Linked DNA regions of Mus musculus: region 1 is linked to region 2. The links are chromatin contacts, called in public Hi-C maps. All regions are on one chromosome and are shown on one strand. The core of a region is the stretch at or near the end of the contact, and the rest is flanking DNA. Distances in the headings are between cores, read along the strand shown.

Region 1 (2,700 bases), core at 17-2,516, 79 kb after region 2:
CTCCCAGGGATTGTGAAGGCTTGTCCCATCGGATGGATTGATCTCAAGATCTCAAGATGTCTGCAGATGGGGACACCTAGCTATGAAAGGGCAGTCAGACATTCTTGCCCAGCTTAGCAGTTTTGAGTTACAGGAAACACATGCACATGGTTTCCCATGCCAATACCAGTATGAAGTCAGGAAAATTAACACCCAAGGTCGTGCCCTCTGTCCCTGTTGCCATATGACCAAGGGCATTACTCACAGTATGATATGAGACAGGGCAACGAGGGATTCACTTTCTATACAAATGTCAGAGAGGCAGTGGTCCAGCAAACTCACATGTTGTGGAACCCACAGAAGAGGGTCCTGGTGGGACATACAGTGGCCTTTGTCATATCTGTTGCAGTCAGAACTCTAGTCTACTCTATGACAGAGCCCACTGAAAAATTCAGTAAGTCATCATTCCTAGGTAGGTGGGTGGATGAATGATGTAACTCACTCTGCCAGGAATGGAAAAAGGAACCATTGGCTCGTGGAGAAAAGAGCCATTGGCTCATGGAGGAAGAGCCACTAGCTCATTAAAAAAAAAAAAAAAAAAGGGAAGCATTGGCTCACGTGACTAACACCTCTGCCTGGCTCGGCTTTAGATGTGACTTGATCTAATATTTAAACTACCACAAGTAATGTTCATTTCTCTCTGCCTTTCCCTGCTCTCTGTATGTCTGCCTCTGTCTCCCACCCCACCCACCCCCTGCTGTGATGAAAAGAGGGGGTCCTAGAACACACTAAAGCTAAAGATGCTTTATCTGGTGTCAACATTCATGGACAACTGATTATTAAATGGAACAAAACAACAACTGGAGAAAACCTGCTTCTATCCTCTTAGACTGACAGTAGGAATGTGGCCAAGGCTGTGTCACAGGTCATAACAATGGACATTAAAGGATGAGTGGTTCCTTCAGATTTCCCTCCTCTAATGCTTTCTTCAGAGCAGGCAACCTCAAGAGACTGAAGCTGGGGTGTTAGGAAGGAGCAGACAGGATGTCTGTAGTCAAGAGTGAGGCACCACCACGTAGAAGAAAAAAAATCACTTTATGGACAAGAACTGTCCACTCAGACAGAAAGGGGCTCCTGGAATTACAGACATGTTGAAGCCTCACATGTAAGGTCACCTGCAGATCTGGGACACTGAGACTCTAGGGTTCCACGTAGCTACTGGGTCCCATCTCTGTGGGTTGTTAAGGCCCCTGTGGTTTGAAGTCCCCACTGCCTTGTTCCTCATCTGAGAGCCAGTGACTCACTGCACCCAGGGTGGTTTTTGCTGAGACCAGGAAGAACCATAGGCCAGTGGCTTGAGAAGTGGGGCGTGTGCTCCTGCCGTTCCTAACTAAACGGCTTTTGTCCTATATTGATGAGAACCACCTGCAGGGTATGCGTGGGCATGGGTTGGGTTTGCCTTCCGTGTTGAAGAGATATGAGGAGAAAGGAACATAAATCCAGCTAGAGATGGCACGGTCCTCTTCCATTGAACACTTGCATCAGAGCCAGGGAATATTTCCAAGGATGGTTTCACGAAAACCTCTTCCAAAGAAGAGCAGGGTCTCAAAAAACATCACTCTCGATGAAGAGCTTCTATCAGTACCAGGGCCTATGTTTTGGAAGCGACTGCTGACCCAACCCTACCCCTTTCTTTCCCAACATGTCCTTCAGACAGTGCTGGCTGAGCCTGGTTGACTTGCAGACCCAGGAACCAGGAGTGCAGCCCAGTGCTGTTCTGTGTGCCTGACACTCATTTCTCTGGCACAGATGAAGAGGAGGAGAGGTTGTCTAGGCTTACCCCATATGGAAGGAATTCCCAGGACGTTAACATACGGGGAGGTTGGGGCAGAGGAGGTGGCTGAGTTAGAAAAGTGGCATTGCTGTGCAAATGTCAGAACCCGGGTTAGAGCCCCAGTGCCCATGTAAAAGCGGGGCACACTGGCATATGCCTGCATCCCTAGTGCCAGGACTGAAGACAACAGGCAGATCTCTGGAGTTGGTTCACCAGCCTAACGGACATCAGTGAGCTCTAGGTTCAGGGAGAAACCCTGCTCCCCAAAATAAGATGGGCGATCTAGAAGAAAACACTCGCACACTTCAAGGGTAACAAAACAGAAATGTCCCAGGCAAACAGGAATGGAAAGGTTACCTTGATATGAAGCCCAACGAGATGTCACATGCCCATTTGCTCTTATCTACCCTGTCCCTCCCACCTGTTGACACTAACAAGAAGACTGAGGTTGCCCCCACCCCTACTCCCAACCCTCTGGTGGTGTTGTGAACAGAACCCTGAGCTCCATGCATGCTAGGTGTGGCCCTACCACAGAATGACTGCTTCAGCCCTGGTTCTCCACGGACATCCCAGTCTCTCTGTTTCCTAGGTACCTTAACTCGTAACTTCCTCCCAACATCCCTCACCGAACGAAACACTCTACTGGTAGAAGTTCTCACTCAATAAGAACACGAAGATCAAATTCTAATTCTATCCTACTTAAAGACAGGGATTGACCCTGAAAATACAAATGAATGAGTCATGGAATTAAATGTTAAATGTCCTCATTTGGCTATGCACCGGGGCTTTCATGGCGGTTTTATCATCAAGTCGATCAAGAATGGACACAGCTGTGTTTGGGGGCACGGAGGCCAGCATCTTCTCTTTTCATGCCAAGGCCCTGGCTG
Region 2 (2,700 bases), core at 126-2,625:
GACATCTCTAACCTAGACAGTTTCAACCTGGCAACCACAGACTAGACCAACTCAAACATGGCCCTGTAATATAAAGGAGCTCAATAGAAAGAAAAATAAGTGTCCCTACTTAAGAATCAGGACATTTCATTTAAAAAAACCAGGCTATCTAGATTCATTGACTACAGCAACTATGGCTGAAGCTTAGATAATGCTGACCCAAATAAAGAGCTAAAAGCTCCCCAAGTCCCAAAGCTAACAGACAATGTCACTAACGCTAATTGGCAGCCTAGCTCTTAGAGAAGGTTAAGGCTTCCCACTCTATACCTTTCCTGTTACCACTAGCTCATTACAGGAATAATTACCATCACACTCGGGCGCTCAATAAACGAAAGCGGTCAAAGCCCACCGCAAAGCACCTCACAACTGAGCTGCTATTATATCCCGTCTTCCTTAACAAGGCTTCAAAAGACCCCTTCTTAGGAAATTGAAAGAGCTCTAAAGGTCCATCTAGACACACCTTATGCTTTAACTTTTGGATCATAAGAAAACTGACTGTCGGAGCTTTTGATTTTCTAAGTCCAAAGACATCTAGAACTGTGCCACGAACTCAGTAGACACCTCCAAACCCTGCACAGTGAAATCGCTTCTAACTTACTGTTTTTCTTCACAGTCAATAAGGAACTGCTCTAAAACTGTGTGCCTGTGTGTGTGTGTGTGTGTGTGTGTGTGTGTAAAAGCAAAGAGTGGTAGGAATACCTAGCCAGGGTCTGACGGGGTAAAACGGAGAGGGCCAGCCTGTGGCCAAAGTCTGTCCAACAGGTGGGAAACTCTTCAAGTGGTGACATCGCAGGACAATTCTGTGGCTGTTACTGGGGCGAACTCACTTCCTCCGAGCTAGGTTAGGGGAAAAGAGCTACAGGGAGTCAGTGGATCATTAAAGGGGCCTCTCTGGATTTCTTTCCCAAATTCCTAGCGCTTTCCCTAACTTCAGGATTGGACAGTTGTCAAAGCGGGAGTGTGGCGGCCTGGGTGACCGAGCTGTGACAGGGTCCACACTCCCGACTCTCTACTGCTCGGTCTGGGTAGCCGACCTGAAACCGAGGGAACCCACGCAGCCCCGCGCCCGCGCCCGCTCCCACGCCCGCCCCGCTCACTCACTGCTCGGCCGGGCATCGCGTCGCGGCCCGGGGCTGCGCGCCGGCCGTCACCTTCCCGCCGTCCCGCGCCGCGGCCCCGGCCTCGCGCGCCGGCGTCTCGGCGCAGCTTGCACCGGGCCACGCTCCGGGCTGGGGCATGGTTCCCCGACTCATCCGCGGCCACGCCGGGCCCTGCCGTCCCGCCGTCCGGAGCCGTGGCTGCGCTGCCCCGCACCCCGCGAGGTCCGCAGAGCGCTTCCGTAAGCGTCACTGTGGCCCGCCCCGCGACCTTTGACCTGCAGCAAGGGGGCGTGGCGAGAGGCTAGGGGACCTGGAACGGGCGGGGCTGGGAATGGAGGGAGGACGCCTGCGCAGAGCGGATTTGAGCCGCGGAGCCTGGAGCGGCCCGCGCCGTGTGCCCACTGCGCATGTCCGGGCTCAGTAGGTGGTGTTGGGGGATGTTGGAGGCTGGGCAGGACACGCGGCTGGGCGGTGTGGAGTTGAGAGAGTTAGGATGCCGGGTAGTACTTACCTCGGTACAGAACTTCATCCTTGGTCCCCTAAAAGTTCTGCTGGCACCGTTCCTCAGTGCCAGCGCGGCCTCTGGAGCCCACGTGGCCTTGACCTCGGCTGTGGGGTCGTAGTTGAGCAAGCACAACATTCTGTGCCATCTTGAATTAGATTGCTTCATGTGATCGATTTAAGAGTAAGAGTAAAGGGCTGACATTAACAGATTTCCAAGGTATGACCGTGGAGGCGCAGAAGCCGGGGAGAGTGGGTGAGTTAGTAGGCATGGCTCCAGCCTTGAGGCAGAACCCGAGTATGGAGCAATAGCGAGGCAGGGACATTTCGGAAGCCTGCAGATAGGTTCAGGGGCAGAACCGAAAAGTAAGATTGGAAGTCAGATCATAAAAAGCCAAGTTTAGATTGATAAGCTTGAGCTTCGTCTTTTCCGTGTTCTCTCTATAAGGCCATTTATGAAAGATCATTTTTGCCTGCAGTTAAATATTAAAGCATAGGACTAAACTGATGTTCAGAGGTGAGGGGAGCACACTAGTGTTAAACATCCCCAAGGCTGATTGGGTGATTAAAACGTCCTTGATTATGGAGAGCTAGAATATTACCGATTAGGAGTAAGCTGCACAGTCTTGGGCGATCTTCAGTTCTCCTTAATAGCCATTTATTGCCAACCTCATTATAGCTTTTAGGTAAATCATTGGGATCTACAGACTTACGGCCAGAATAACATCAGATCACATAACAAACATTTAACAAACATTTCTACCATCTACCTGATGCGTTTTAGAAAGACCTTTGACTTAATGTTTGATTTGTTCTGTTACTATTTAAAAAAACAAACAAACAAACAAAAAAGCAAGGAAGCCATTAGGCTGGAGCATATGGAGACTATTTGGAATAAGTCAAATCTGTGTTCCTGGACCATTGTGCCTCATATTTCCTTGGCTCCAGACTAAACTATCTTACTTTCTTTCAGGGGAGGGCTATGTTCTTTGTAAAGAACCTGTAAAGATAAACTCGGGGAGGTGGGAACATAAGAGGATAAACTATAGAAAGAACATTT

What was found. Hi-C and Micro-C count contacts between places; a contact is called where the count stands out from the background.
Region 1: a contact with region 2 is called in a Hi-C map of bone marrow-derived macrophages, with 67 read pairs. The contact joins the enhancer-like site here to the promoter of Otulin in region 2. A contact is called at or near these places in 4 of 39 promoter capture datasets (the C10 cell line, the HPC-7 cell line and neutrophils), 3 of 15 datasets of contacts at CTCF or cohesin (CD8 T cells and the NIH/3T3 cell line), 55 of 484 Hi-C or Micro-C datasets (the AML12 cell line, B cells, CD4 T cells and 36 more), 15 of 115 datasets of contacts at active chromatin or transcription factors (CD8 T cells, DN3 thymocytes, the HPC-7 cell line and 11 more) and 3 of 9 other capture datasets (adipose tissue, liver and macrophages).

The regions. Positions count from the first base shown.
Region 1 is chr15:27,708,150-27,710,849 of GRCm38.p6, forward strand. No RefSeq gene overlaps it. Among named protein-coding and RNA genes, the nearest start is that of Otulinl, 28 kb to the left of the region's middle. Within about 2 kb of position 1,267, at least 75 of the 459 cell types and tissues checked have an H3K27ac peak or open chromatin away from gene starts, as enhancers often do. A contact at or near this core is called in CD8 T cells, the HPC-7 cell line, the MNK3 cell line and 12 more, where this site is marked.
Region 2 is chr15:27,629,318-27,632,017 of GRCm38.p6, forward strand. It overlaps Otulin (OTU deubiquitinase with linear linkage specificity), which reads right to left and starts at 1,376. Exons shown (of 7, transcript NM_001013792.2): 1 at 1,141-1,376. The coding sequence starts at 1,292.